3 separate regions of the Mus musculus genome follow, and all the other regions are linked to region 3. The links are chromatin contacts, called in public HiChIP or PLAC-seq and promoter capture Hi-C maps. All regions are on one chromosome and are shown on one strand. The core of a region is the stretch at or near the end of the contact, and the rest is flanking DNA. Distances in the headings are between cores, read along the strand shown. Region 1 holds the start of Plpbp (pyridoxal phosphate binding protein). Region 2 holds the start of Erlin2 (ER lipid raft associated 2). Region 3 holds the start of Fnta (farnesyltransferase, CAAX box, alpha).

Evidence for each region. Promoter capture Hi-C pulls out the DNA fragments that hold promoters and counts their contacts. HiChIP or PLAC-seq counts read pairs in DNA pulled down with a chosen protein or histone mark.
Region 1: an HNF4G HiChIP or PLAC-seq map of pancreatic cancer cells shows a contact between it and region 3. The contact joins the promoter of Plpbp here to the promoter of Fnta in region 3. A contact is called at or near these places in 6 of 39 promoter capture datasets (the 3T3-L1 cell line, embryonic stem cells, hippocampal neurons and 3 more), 3 of 484 Hi-C or Micro-C datasets (B cells, cortical neurons and myeloid progenitors), 4 of 115 datasets of contacts at active chromatin or transcription factors (astrocytes, embryonic stem cells, pancreatic cancer cells and 1 more) and 1 of 9 other capture datasets (liver).
Region 2: a contact with region 3 is called in a promoter capture Hi-C map of hematopoietic stem and progenitor cells. The contact joins the promoter of Erlin2 here to the promoter of Fnta in region 3. A contact is called at or near these places in 11 of 39 promoter capture datasets (the 3T3-L1 cell line, 3T3-L1-derived adipocytes, the C10 cell line and 8 more), 1 of 484 Hi-C or Micro-C datasets (myeloid progenitors), 6 of 115 datasets of contacts at active chromatin or transcription factors (cardiomyocytes, large pre-B cells, oligodendrocyte precursor cells and 3 more) and 2 of 9 other capture datasets (embryonic stem cells and liver).

What each region holds. Positions count from the first base shown.
Region 1 is chr8:27,040,461-27,044,726 of GRCm38.p6, forward strand. It overlaps Plpbp (pyridoxal phosphate binding protein), which reads left to right and starts at 2,095. Exons shown (of 8, transcript NM_054057.4): 1 at 2,095-2,253. The coding sequence starts at 2,155.
Region 2 is chr8:27,022,189-27,026,329 of GRCm38.p6, forward strand. It overlaps Erlin2 (ER lipid raft associated 2), which reads left to right and starts at 1,631. Exons shown (of 12, transcript NM_153592.3): 1 at 1,631-1,718; 2 at 2,869-2,990. The coding sequence starts at 2,884.
Region 3 is chr8:26,013,166-26,017,425 of GRCm38.p6, forward strand. It overlaps Fnta (farnesyltransferase, CAAX box, alpha), which reads right to left and starts at 2,445. Exons shown (of 9, transcript NM_008033.4): 1 at 2,216-2,445; 2 at 305-390. The coding sequence starts at 2,415.

The sequences.
Region 1 (4,266 bases), core at 845-3,344, 1.0 Mb after region 3:
TCCCATCAAACTTTTCTTCCCATCAAGCCCCCTTCTTACTTAAAAAAAAAAATTCACTAAAACTGAGTTTACTTAATGAATTATGTTATTTTTCTTTACTATTTATCTATTCACTTTATATTCCAATATCAGCCCCTTCTCTCTTCCCAGGCCCCCCACACACACACACACACAGCTCCTCCCTCCATTCTTCCTTCCCCCTTCCTATGAAAAGGGGGCAGCCTTCCCTAGATATCACCCCTCTGGCACATCATCCTGTTCCCCTACGTTTTATTTTTCTTTTAAGTAGGGTTGCTTGCATAAGCCTGAGCTGTGAGTTATTTAGGCAAGGGCAACTTTCTAGTAGCAACACCACTGAGAAATATGGCTCCCCTTCCTCAGTAAGCACAGCTGTCCCACGATCCTCAGGAGCTCCCGCCTCATTCACAGCCCCAGTCCTGCACAGGTGACCACAGCTGTCGCCGTTGGTAATGGGCACAGGAGATATAGCAGTTCACACTACACCTCCCTACTACCCTCTGGCTCTTAGTTTTGTTTTGTTTTTTTCCATATCCCCCCCCTCTTCCAAGAGGTTCTTTGAACCTTGAAGGAGGTAGCACAGATGCTCTGATAGGGTTCAATAGTCATTTATTTTGAGCACTTTGACCAGTTGTGACTCTGTTAATCATTATCCATTGTAACACAAACAGCTTCTTTATCCAAGGCTGAGGTCAGCACTAACCTGTGGATATAAATATTCTGAAGACAGTTTGCTGCCATGTCCATTTAGCAAAACAGTAGTAGTAGGTTCTGTGTGTGTTTATGTATATGTGCAGATAGGTAGGTAGGTAGGTAGGTAGGTAGGTAGGTAGATAGATAGATAGATAGATAGATAGATAGATAGATAGATAGATAGAGGCCCCACCCTAAATCTGTAGTATTTATAGGTCTCATTTTTACATCTGTGTACATATGTATGTATACATCCTTGTGCATGCGCACATGCTCAGACACCCTGGCATTCATGTGGAGATCTGCAGGAGTCTGCTTTCTCCTTCCACCATATGACTTTGGACAGCAAGCGCCTCTGACCCCTGACCTGTCTTATCACCTTCAATTTTTTGAAGCAGAGCATCTCTTTGACTTCACGTCCATCCCAGCCTTCACGAACCCTTTAAACTTGACCCACTTATTCCTGACTAGTACTTCCCAACTGCAGCTCCACAGCCAGCTTCTCATTAGGCTCACTCTGTAACAGCCTTCTGGGCCCTTTCAGGTTTTGGGGTTTTTTTCACTGTGGTGACAGCAGTATATGAAGAGGCATTTACCTTCAATATCATTACTCCTAAAGTCTGGGAATGGAGAGAGAGCACTTACTGCTCTTATAGAGGTTCAGAACCCAGCACCCATCTATCCACTCATCAGTTCCAGAGAGTTCTATGCCCTCCTCTGACCTCTGTGGCAGTTCACAGACTTAACGTTCAGGGGAAACACCCACACAACAAAAATATAAATAAAAATATTTAAATTAAAAGGGGGCTGGAGAGATGGATCAGTAGTCAAGTGCACCTGTTGCTCTTGCAAAGGACCAGAATTCTGTCCCCAGCACACATGATGGCTCACAACCATCAGGTCGAGATCCAAAACTCTCCTGGCCATGGCACCACAGATACGACGGTGCATGCACATACATACATGAGGACAAAACAAATCAACGCACATAAAATAAATATTTTAAAAAAGAAATAATAGCTGGGCAGTGGTGGCACACGCCTTTAGACCCAGCACTTGGGATTTCAAGGCCACCCTGATCTAGAGAATGAGTTCCAGGACAGCCAGGACACAGAGAAGCCCTGTCTCGAAAGAAATTTAAAAATGGGAAGGAGAGGGGAGGGAAGGGAAAGGAAAAGAAGAAAGGAAAAAGGAAAGGAACGGAACGGATGAATGAAAGTTACTTTAATGTCTTGGTTTATACCGGCCCGCCCAGCCCTTGAACTCCCTAGGAGGCTTTCAGTCCGGGTAACCTCCGCCTTCCCCAAGATGGCGCCCGCCTGGGTGGCCAACCTCCGCTGGGGAAGTGGCTGGATGGTGAGCGGCGATTGGACCTCTCAGGAAGGGGGCGGGACCGGAAGGTGGGCTCGGTGAGTCGCGGGTCCTCCGGGCATCCTCTTGGGAATGTTGAGAGGTGGCAGCATGACGGCGGAGCTGGGAGTCGGGTTCGCGCTGCGGGCCGTGAACGAGCGAGTCCAGCAGAGTGTGGCGCGGCGGCCGCGGGTGAGGACCGGCGGAAGGGCACTGGGGAGGGCTGGAAGGGGGACACCTACGTGGGACGAGGTGTCACGGTGACGCAGAAGGGGCTCCCGGAGGGGCGGGGGCTGCAGAGGGGATCGCTGGGTTTCCATGGCGGTCGGTCTGGCCTTGAGGATCGGGACTTGCCGGGAGGTTGGCTTGGTTGGAGAAAGGTGTTCATTTAGGGCAAGTGACTCGTATCCAGGCGTCTCGCCATTCGTCATTGCCCTCGGTACCACCACGCCATTCGTCACCACGGTACTAGAGCCCTGGGAGGGCCGTGTCCACCCGCGATCACGTGCGTTGCGGCGGCCGCGAGCCGTGGTCTAGCTGCGCGTGAACTTGACACACACAGAGCGGGCGGGAGCTGTCAGGTGCCCTGTCACAAGCGTTTGTTATTTTCGTATGGTTGTTATGTCCCCCATTGGACTTCTAGACCGGTGCCAGTATCTGCTTTTCTCCATGCAAATTAAGCTACGTTATGTGAAGTGAGACAGAAAAAAAAAAAAAATCAAACACCTTTCCTTTCTGATCTAGTGTTCATGGTCTGAGATTTCAAAATGATGCCTGAAAACCGAAGGCTGAATTAACATAGTCTTCTCTTACCTGATGTCTGGGCATGTCCAGTTAACTACTCTAGCCCTAGCTAGGGTTCCTCACAGGGGAAGGAAATTAAGAGAGCCTTGGGAGTTCCTACCACCTTCCTGGTACCGGAGTTCTCGGGATTTCCCTAATGCAGCCCGCCTCGGGAGTTAGGCCTGCTTGACCGATTTGTCTCTGGAAGCCTCCAGTTAGTTCATCATCACACTAGGAATTAGACACAGTCAGTCCCTCAGAAGGAGGCAGCAGGAGACCGTGTGGTAATTGATGTGACGTCTCCAAGTCCTTGAGAGCACTGTGGTTCTGTGACAGTCTCAGAAACGGTGGGGTAGACGTAAGGAAAGCAGGGAAACCCTTCATTTTATGTAATGGATGTGAGGAGACTTTGCGTGAATCTAATCCTGAACACTGAGTTGTGGGTGTCTCGTTGTCAACTCTGCTGACTGTTGGTTGATTCATAGACTGAACAAGGCAGTGTATGTCTTTATCTCAATTGAGCCTCTTCCAGGGTGAGTGGAAGCGTTATTAATAATTACATCAGGACCAAAATGAGTTTCTAAACTATTTACCTTCGTGTATCAGAAGCCAGAAGTGACCTCCCTGCTAAACAGGATGTTGCCTTCCCTTCATGAAGGATGCTGCTGGGTTTTGTTTTACTTTGTTTGTATGGGTTTTTTTGGTGCTAAGGATACAACTCAGAACCTCACAAATGCTAAGCAGACCTTATGCCACTGTTACTGTATCCTTGATAAAAAATTTGTGTGTGTGTTACATTTATGTATGTACAAGTATGTGTGAATATGTGTTATATGCATGTATGTACAAGTGCATGTGTGTTATGTGCATGTATATATAAGTGTGTGTATATATATATGTGTTATGTGCATGTATGTACAAGTGCCTGTGTGTTATATGCATGCATGTACAAGTACATGTGTTTGTGTACACGGTATACTCATATGTGCAAGTGCACATGCCATGAGTGCACACGTGGAAGCCAGAGGTTGATGTCAGGCATCTTTCTCTATCGCCCTCCACTTTATGCTTTGACACCCTGCATCTGGAGCTAGCCAGACAGCCAGCCCCAAGGATCCACCTGTCTTGCCCCCATCCCCACCCTGCCACTGGGATGACAGACAAGGGGTACAAAACTTGCTTTTTATATGAATATTGGAGTCTAAACTAAGGCCCTCATGCCTACTTAGCTACCATTTTCCCACCAAGCCATCTTACTCACTGCAAACCCTTAAACCTCCAGCACTGATTGACATGCAAAGGAAATCCGCAGGCAGGGTTGGAGCTCCGTGGTGTAGCACCTGTCTCATGTGCCCAAACTCCAGGGCTCTATATTCAGTACCAAAAAGAAAAAAGGAGAGTGGATCTTATTAGTGCCAAGCT
Region 2 (4,141 bases), core at 381-2,880, 1.0 Mb after region 3:
GCTCCTAGACTGGGTGACGTCTCCAGTAAGGGACCTGACCTGCTTGCTGTTTCACCTTAGTGATCACTAAGGACAGAGTGGTGCTTGGGAGGGAAAGAAAGGTGAGAGACTGGAGTTTGGGGATAGGAGAGAGGTGAAGAAAGGGCTCTGGTACCAACATGTAAGAATATGTAAGAGTTGTTTGTAAGGAGAAACAAACACTGAGACTCCAGATGACCTCAAACAGCTGTGGGAGGCTTTATTTATTGTCGGAGAGGTAGATTGTCTAGTTTGGACCACACTCTGACCAGGGCACAGGACCCAGTCACTCAGGAACCAGAGTCCAGGAGAAGGCAGGTCACATGCTTCAAGCCTCAGGTTTTGTAGCTAAGAATCGGGAAGTGGGAGGGGGATCTTTAGGGGCAGAATGGGGAGTTTGCTGGGTCCCTTAGACAAGCTGTTTTGAAACTACTTGGTCTGTTGTCTTCTTCTGCAGCCACTGGGTGTCTGGGATTGGGGGCAGCTGCTTTTCTTCTGCTGTCACCAAACATCTGGCTTCCCGGAACTTTGAATTCAGTTTCAGTGCCTTGGCTTTTGGGAGAAGACAAAGGGGTTCCTTTACTCTTCTTTTCCTGAGTCCTAAAATCGTCGGACATTGACCACTGGCCATCTACTGTACGGAAAAGCCTTTTCATGTACTAAAAGCAGGAGTTAAAGTGGGCACTTCCTGGCCTGCAAACAAAATGACTGCAGTGGCCGGTTTAGAAATTTCCTGCTAAAGAAGCAGATTGGGGATAGAGGACAGCCATAAAGCCCTTAGTTCCAGCCCCAGGACAAAACGGAGAAAAGGCCCAGTATGAATGTCCAAAGGTAACGCTATGGCAGGGTGAGGTCATGTGAGGGCTTTAGGCTAGGAAAAACGTTTTCTTCCTGGTCTGCTATACCCCCCCGGGGGGGGGGGGGTGCAGATGACAGACAAAAGCTCACCATGGCATGTGTTAAGCAAGACAGGAAGCCCGAACTATTAAGGAAATGCTAAGTTTTCAACAACTGCTGTTGACCTCAGCACTCACAGATTTCAGAATCCGTTCATTAAAAATCGGAACAATAATTCCTTGTTAATTACTTTATGTTGCTGTGGGGACCTCAAGGCCAAACAAAGCTCTCAGAAAAGTATAAAGGGCAACTCAGAGTAGGACTGTTGACTGGCGACGTCATAATCTGCACCTTTGAAAGTTTCCTTCGGCTAATGCAGCAGGAAAAGAAGCGAGCAGAAGGACAAGAACGCTGCATCGCATTGATCCCGGCTCCGGAAGAAGAAAAGAAATCCAGCTCGGACTTGAAGCGAAGGAGAATCTCTAGCAACCTCCGAAGCCAGCGCCTCGGAAGGTGATACCAGAGCCTTGGTGTCCGGAGCCCGCTCTGCCAGCCCTGGGCATCCTAAAACCCGCAAGCCTAGGTGCGCAGCCAGTGTGCCAGCTCGCGAGCGTCCCCTGGCGCCACCGCCGAACACTGCGGCTCGCAGCGCGAGGGGGCGGAGCGGCCGGACGAGCACAGGGGTGTGGTGTGGGCGGGGTCTTCTTTTTATTTATTTATTTTTTTTATTTTTTGCGCGCGCGCGGACTGATGGCGTCATCGAAGCGACTGGCCCGGAAGGAAGTAGGGTGCTGAGGGGTGTGGCGGTTTCTACGGTTGCACGGGGGTTCGGCTGTGTACGGAGCGCCTGGAGGGACAGCCTGGTACGCGGCCGCCGCCCCTCCGTGCACGCTCGGCATCGCTGAGGCTCGGGGGGTGGGCGCGGCTGGAGCTGACGTCCTGAGCCCCCTCAGCTCGCCCACCCGGGAGTCCAGTCCCCTGCCCACGGGTCCGAGCGGAAGCTCTCGGCCGTGTCTGCCTCGCGGAGGAGGGCGGGGAAAGGGCAAGAGGTGGCTTTGGGGTGGTAGTGAGGACATTTGCAGAGAGGACACTCCTGCTGCTCGGTAGCTGAAGGCCGCTACGGTAAAAAATAAGTAAATTAGTCAGACCTGAGAGGTGGACTCCGTGCCCTGTGCCCGGTGTGCACGTCCGTCACTGTAGTGTTTTCCAGATCCTTCAGGGTTCAGGAAATGAGTGTCTACATGTAACTCTGTGGCATCTGGGACCCTGGACATTTGGGGACATCCCACCCCACCCCACCCCACCCTCACTTCGGAGTAGTCCAGAGTCTCCAGCCTGAGACATTTCCAGTTTCCTATAACCATGGGGCTTGCGGGGGCAAAGGATATGGGAGAATGTGTTACAGTTTTACATAGAGATCTGTCCCGTTTAAGTCCAAAGGAACAACAGAGAAGGTGGAGGACAGATCAGAGAGAGAATCCTACGTCGGAACTCAGTTGCTTGCTCTTCTCTCTCTCCCTCCCTCCCTCTCTCTCTTCCCCCCCTCAGGGTCCTAAGGGAATGACTGGTGGTTTCCTTCGAAATGGCAGGCAATTAGAAGTAGGAGGCTCTGACCAGAAATACATAGCCACAGCTGCCTGTCATTTGACATCCTCTGTAATTTGGGCCAGCACCCTGCAGCTGCCTCTCTTCCTTACAAGTATAAATGGCTCTGTTGACAACATGTTAACGTGAAGGGGAGAGAAGGCTGTGTTTTGAACCTTGCCCAAATGGCACCAAATCTCTCTTAGGTATAGCTGTTTCTGGAGCTAATGCCCCCTTGCTTCAATGGGAATTATACTTCCACAGTTAAGGAACGGAATGTTGACTGAGAACAAGGACACAGTGAGTTGTAGATCTGGCAAGTAGTGTGTGTGTGTTACAGCAGGCTGCCCCAGAATCACTTTACGTGAGCTTCAGCTTGGTGGCTCTCCTGTACGTCAGGCTACACATTGTCCCATATCTTCTCTCTAGGATACAGGTTCACTGATGGCTCAGTTGGGAGCTGTTGTGGCCGTGGCTTCCAGTTTCTTTTGTGCATCTCTCTTCTCAGCTGTGCACAAGATAGAAGAGGGACATATTGGAGTATATTACAGGTAAGGCAGAGACAGATGGCTCCCTCACCGCTTATAAGGTGCACGCGTGTCTTTATTTAAGTCTATAAACTTAAAACTGCCTTTAGTATTTTAAGGTGCTGCTGATATGAATTTGTGGGTTTAAAAGCAAAATCTGAAGGAACCATTGCTCTTCCAAGATCATCTCTTGACATAGTTTTCTCTTTCATCACCTGAAGAATCTTGTCTCCACCCTGCAAGGCTGCTTCTCCAAAAGTTGGCACAGTCCCAGTGCTTGATGGCAACTTGAGAAGTGTACTCTGCTAACTTGAGAGACTGTTTTAAAGTGAATGTTTCAAAAAAAATGTAAAGGCTCTAAGGATGATTTGTATCAGGGCAGCTTTCGGGGAATGACTCCTAAATGATCTCGAATTACTTTCTTTCCAGTGGCTTTTGTGACCAAGGTTTTCATTGTAGGTTTTAGAAGGGGAATTTGCGTGACTAATTGTTTGGTTTGTGGTGCTGAGGATCAGAGTCACAGGCTAATGCATGCTGGGTAATTGCCCTACCACTAAATATACCCCCAGCCCTTGCTGTAAGCCTATATGACACCACCACCACCCCCTCTGAGACAGGGTCTCGCTATGTAGCTCTGGCTTGCCTGGAATGCTCTACGTAGACCAGACTGACTTGAACTCAGATCTTCCTGCCTCTGCTTCCGAGGTGTTAGGATTAAAGGGGTGTGCCAATATGTTCATCTTGACCCCTCCTCATATATGAGCCCTGTAATACTTATTTGTGGACTGCCAGTAGCAAGCTCTAAATGATCATTAAATGAGAGTTGTAGCTCTGTGGAAAAGCTTCTGACTAACATACTCAAGACCTGGAGTTTAAGAACATACATTAAAAAAAGAAATGGAAACTTTTATTGAGTTTCCTGTCTTTGGTAATTTATCTCCACCATTCTGCTTTCGTGTCCCCCAAAAGCTTTGAATTTTGTCAGTCATGTACAACTTGATTAGGACTATATGTCAAATATATATATTATATATATATTATGTGTATTGAAATGACTTTAAAATTATTCTTGAACCAGTATAGTGGCTCAGCACCAGTAATTCCCCACTTGGGTTAGGGCTAAGGCAAGAAGATTACTATGAGTTTTAGGTCAGCCTGGGCTACATAGCAGGTGC
Region 3 (4,260 bases), core at 1,195-3,694:
TTTTAAAATGATGGTACTTGAACAACTAAAGCTTATTTTAGACAAAACAGTAATCCATCTGTTATACTTTAAATGCAAATTAAAAGCACAATGATACAATAGCTAGTATGTATTATAATGTAACATTCATTGCTTTGACTATCTCCATCTCCTAAATAAAATACAAAGACAAATAAATGACAAAGAAGATATTAACTCAGCAAAGTAATTCAGGTTCTTAGTAAACAAAAATCTCTCACTTTTCTTATTATATGGTTGTAAATTTCAACTTTGTTAGCTATTTTCCTAATAAATGTAAACTTACACTTTTCACTGTAGATGATCTGGACCACTGGGTTAGGGCCGTCATTCTGGGGCACTGGGTCTATATCAGCCCATTCTGCTCTGTCCCTGAAAACAGACATGTTCCCCATGATTATATGCAAACATGTTAGACGAAAAACAATTCTGGTGCTTTTTTGTTTTTTGTTTCTGTTTGTTTTTAATTGGTAATAATCATTCAATCAAATGGAGATCTTAATGGTTGGACATACACAAGGCACACACACACATACAGTAAAATACTTTTCTTTCTTTCTTTTTTTTTTTTTTTTTTTTTTTTTTTTTGGTTTTTCGAAAACAAGGTTTTCTCTGTGTAGCCTTGGAACTTGCTCTGTGGACCAGGCTGGTTTTGAACTCACAAAAGATCCACCTGCCCCTGCCTCCCGAGTGCTGGGACTAAAGGTATGCACCACCACCAACTGGCTGAAAACGCCTATTTTTAAAAAATAAAAGTTAATAAATCAACAATTTCAAATTTATGGTGTGGCAAAATGTGGTCTTCTAGAAAGTATCCAAGGTTTAACTTAAAAATTAGCCTCCCCCATTTACTTAGTAAGATTCTGGAGTTAGTATTTTTTTTTTAAACATGCATTTTAGTAGGAACTAACCTTTTAAACTCAAATTAGGACTGGGGATGTATCTCAGGAGGTAGAACACAGGCGCAAAGTCCTACATGTGATACTTCAACACTCCCCCCAAAGTCCAAGGAAGCATTATGAGTTATTGTCACTACAGAGGGACTTGTTAGGCAGAGGGAGGGCCTGGCATGTGGAGATGCCTGCCTAGCATGAGGGAGAGAAGGCTCTGGAATCTGACAGTTGCCTAAGCCAGAATATTAGCTTTACAACTTCCTGTGTGAAGTCATTAATCTGCCTGGATGTTGGTTTCTTCATTTATAAGATGAAGATAATGTTACCAGTCAACTTTGGAAGGCAACTTTGAGAAGGAATAATTTTGAGTACTTAAAACCTGCATAGCATACTGTATGCATGCTAACAATCCAGGGAACAGTCTCAAAACAACAGTATGACTGCAACAACTGGCACTTCTGGAGACTTCCATGAACTGCTCAGTGTGGCCAGCCTTGACTTACATTCTTTTCTTCTTCTCTATACTAATCAGTTACTGACAGCAGACATTTGTGGTACGCAGTTAACCTTGAAATTGCATCCCTTATGTAAGAATATGGGGAAAAGAATGACCTGCTAATTTTATATATATATATATATATACATATGTATGTATATATGTATATATATATATCCTATAGTTTGGAGAGAGGCACGGCAAACACGGTCATTTAGTTCTTCGGAAATCAGCCATCCGAAGAACATAATTCATAAATCAGAGGAAAGTTCTGAAGCTATGGGACCCCACAACCAATCTCAAGTCATCCAACTGCAGAAACCTCTATAATGCCTTTCACTCATTCCTGAAAGCCTGGCAAATGAGTCACCTAAAGGGTTTAGGTAGAACTACAAAAAACAGTAAGTACTTTTTGACAAGGAACTAGGGGACATGGAAAGGAAGACAGAAGGGATGTGCACAGTGGCCAAGATGAAGGAAAGGCAGGAAAGTTCTCTCCAGGCAGCAGAAGGCACGCAAAGGCCCGACAGTGTTTGTAAAGAGCAGATCTGGCCGCTTAAGTGACATTATCCCATAGCGAGCTGTCAAAAGGGCGCCTTTCGGATGATGCACGGCTCTCAGCAGGGCAGCACTGCGGGACCACGGAAGTGTCACCGCACCCTAGCTTCAGAAGAGCGCCGCCGCAGCCTGCGGCCACCCGGGGCTGCGCGGCGCGGACTCGGAGGGCGCCCCCGTCCGCCGAGCTGCGTCGTCGTCGCTCGCACTCAGCCCCGGGCCTCTGGCGCCGCGGCCCGCAGGAGGGCGTTACCTGTACAAGACATAGGTGGGCGAGTCCAGGCTCAGAAACCCGTCGTCCATAGGGGACGCCGCCGCTTCCCCGGCCTCAGCCGCCATCTCTTCTTCCTGCGGCTGCTGTGCTGGCGGCGGCGGAGGCGGGGGCGGCGGCTGCTCCGGCTGTCCCGGCTCGCCGCCTGCCGCAGATTCCCCGACCCCCTCGGTGGCCGCCATCTCGCCTCCGTCCGCAGCAGAGGTGGTGGTGGAGGCCCCGCCCCCTCCGCGGCCCGCCCCGCCCCCGGCGAGGCCCACTTCCGGTTCCTCGGGTCCTACCATAGAGGCGTGGGGTAGAGGGCCCGGCCCGGAGGCCTGGCCTGAATACCTACTGTCCTCGCTGCTGTGTTTCCAGGGCCCCCTTCCCGAATGCAGGTTTTCAGAGGCCTTTAGGTGCTAATTGGCAAGCAGTGTTATTAGTTGTTGTTTCCTTTGTTGGGTAACTTTTCTGTTTCCTTGCTTTTGTTTCTTTTTCAACGCTTAGGATGGAACCGGAAGACTTGCACATGCTAGGCATGTGCTCTACCACTGAGTTACATCTCCAGTCCCCAGCGGCCCCCTTCTTTTGGACCATCTTAGGAGTGTGAAGAATTGCAAACGGTGCACAGCCAGCCACCTCTTTCCCCCCTCAGGCTTCCACTTTAACCTTAAAAGGGTCTTTACATTCTTTCACACTTTACATGTTTTTCAGTGCTAGGCGTTTATATAATCCTATAATAAAATAGCAGCATTTTATTAATCCGGGGGGTGTCTTTGGAATTAAATTTGGATCTGTGCAGAACTCCTTTCTAAATATAGAGAATAGATATATTCAATTAACAAATATTTACTATACAATAGGCACCAGGTTCATTCGCAGCAGCGCAAAGACCATAGTGTCTGGTCACCATATATTCTAGGGAAGGTTCTTAAATCAGAACCGATTGAGGCAAAGTGGGAATAAAAGAGACAAATGTCTTTATAAGCATACTGTCCTTTAATTAGAAAAAAATCCAAGGATGGTCATGGGCCTTGGAGGTTTTATAGGGTAGAAAAGGGACTTTTGGGATTCCAACAGAGGTCGGTATGTGATCTTAGCTGAAGTTTCCCCACATCCTAATAGCCCACAGGTGTTATCAGTCAAACCAACTTTTCTGTGCTGAGTTTCTCAGTGCAGCTGTGCTAGTGATCAAACCCAGGATTTAGAAATGCTAGTATTGGCTGGGCAGTGGTGGCACATGCCTGTAATCCCAGCACTTAGGCAGAGGGGCAGAGGCAGAGGCGCAGAGGCAGAGGCAGAGGGGCAGAGGCAGAGGGGCAGAGGCAGAGGGGCAGAGGCAGAGGCAGAGGCAGAGGGGCAGAGGCAGAGGCAGAGGGGCAGAGGCAGAGGCAGGTGGATATATTATTTACTCATTACCTTGTGGTTTGTGTGTGTGTGTGTGTGTGAGAGAGAGAGAGAGAGAGAGAGAGAGAGAGAGAGAGAGAGAGAGAGAGAGAGAGAGAGAGAGAGAGAGAGAGAGAGAGAGAGAGAGAGAGAGAGAGACTGAGACTTACCTGCCAGAAGGGAGCCCACCTTTGGGGGAACTTAAAAGAAATTCCCTTTGTTCTCTGGATTCTCCCTTAAGACCTTCCATAGGTTGGGAACTAGGGTGGAATGGATTTGTATTTTCCAGTGCAGATGAAAGTTCTGTTTATTCGAAATGTATTCGGTAAGTGTCCACAACAAAGGAGCTCTTCCCCTCACTCAGTCCGTATCTAACAGGATCCAGCAGGCACACAGGAGTCCGAGGGAGAGGGGTCTCAGCAGCCGGGACTCTGAGATGACTAGGGGGAGGCTATCCTGTCCTGACTGCATTTTACTTTGCTTAGACAGTTCTCAGCCCCCTACCCTCCTCCCTCTAATGGTCACATCTGCCTTGACAATATGTTTGGGATTTCTATGGCCTAGATGTATCAGTCAAAGTAATTAGTAAACTGAAATAACTAGAAATGTCAAAAATAATTGACATGTTATATCTAAAATAATTACTATGCTCTGCCAGGAAT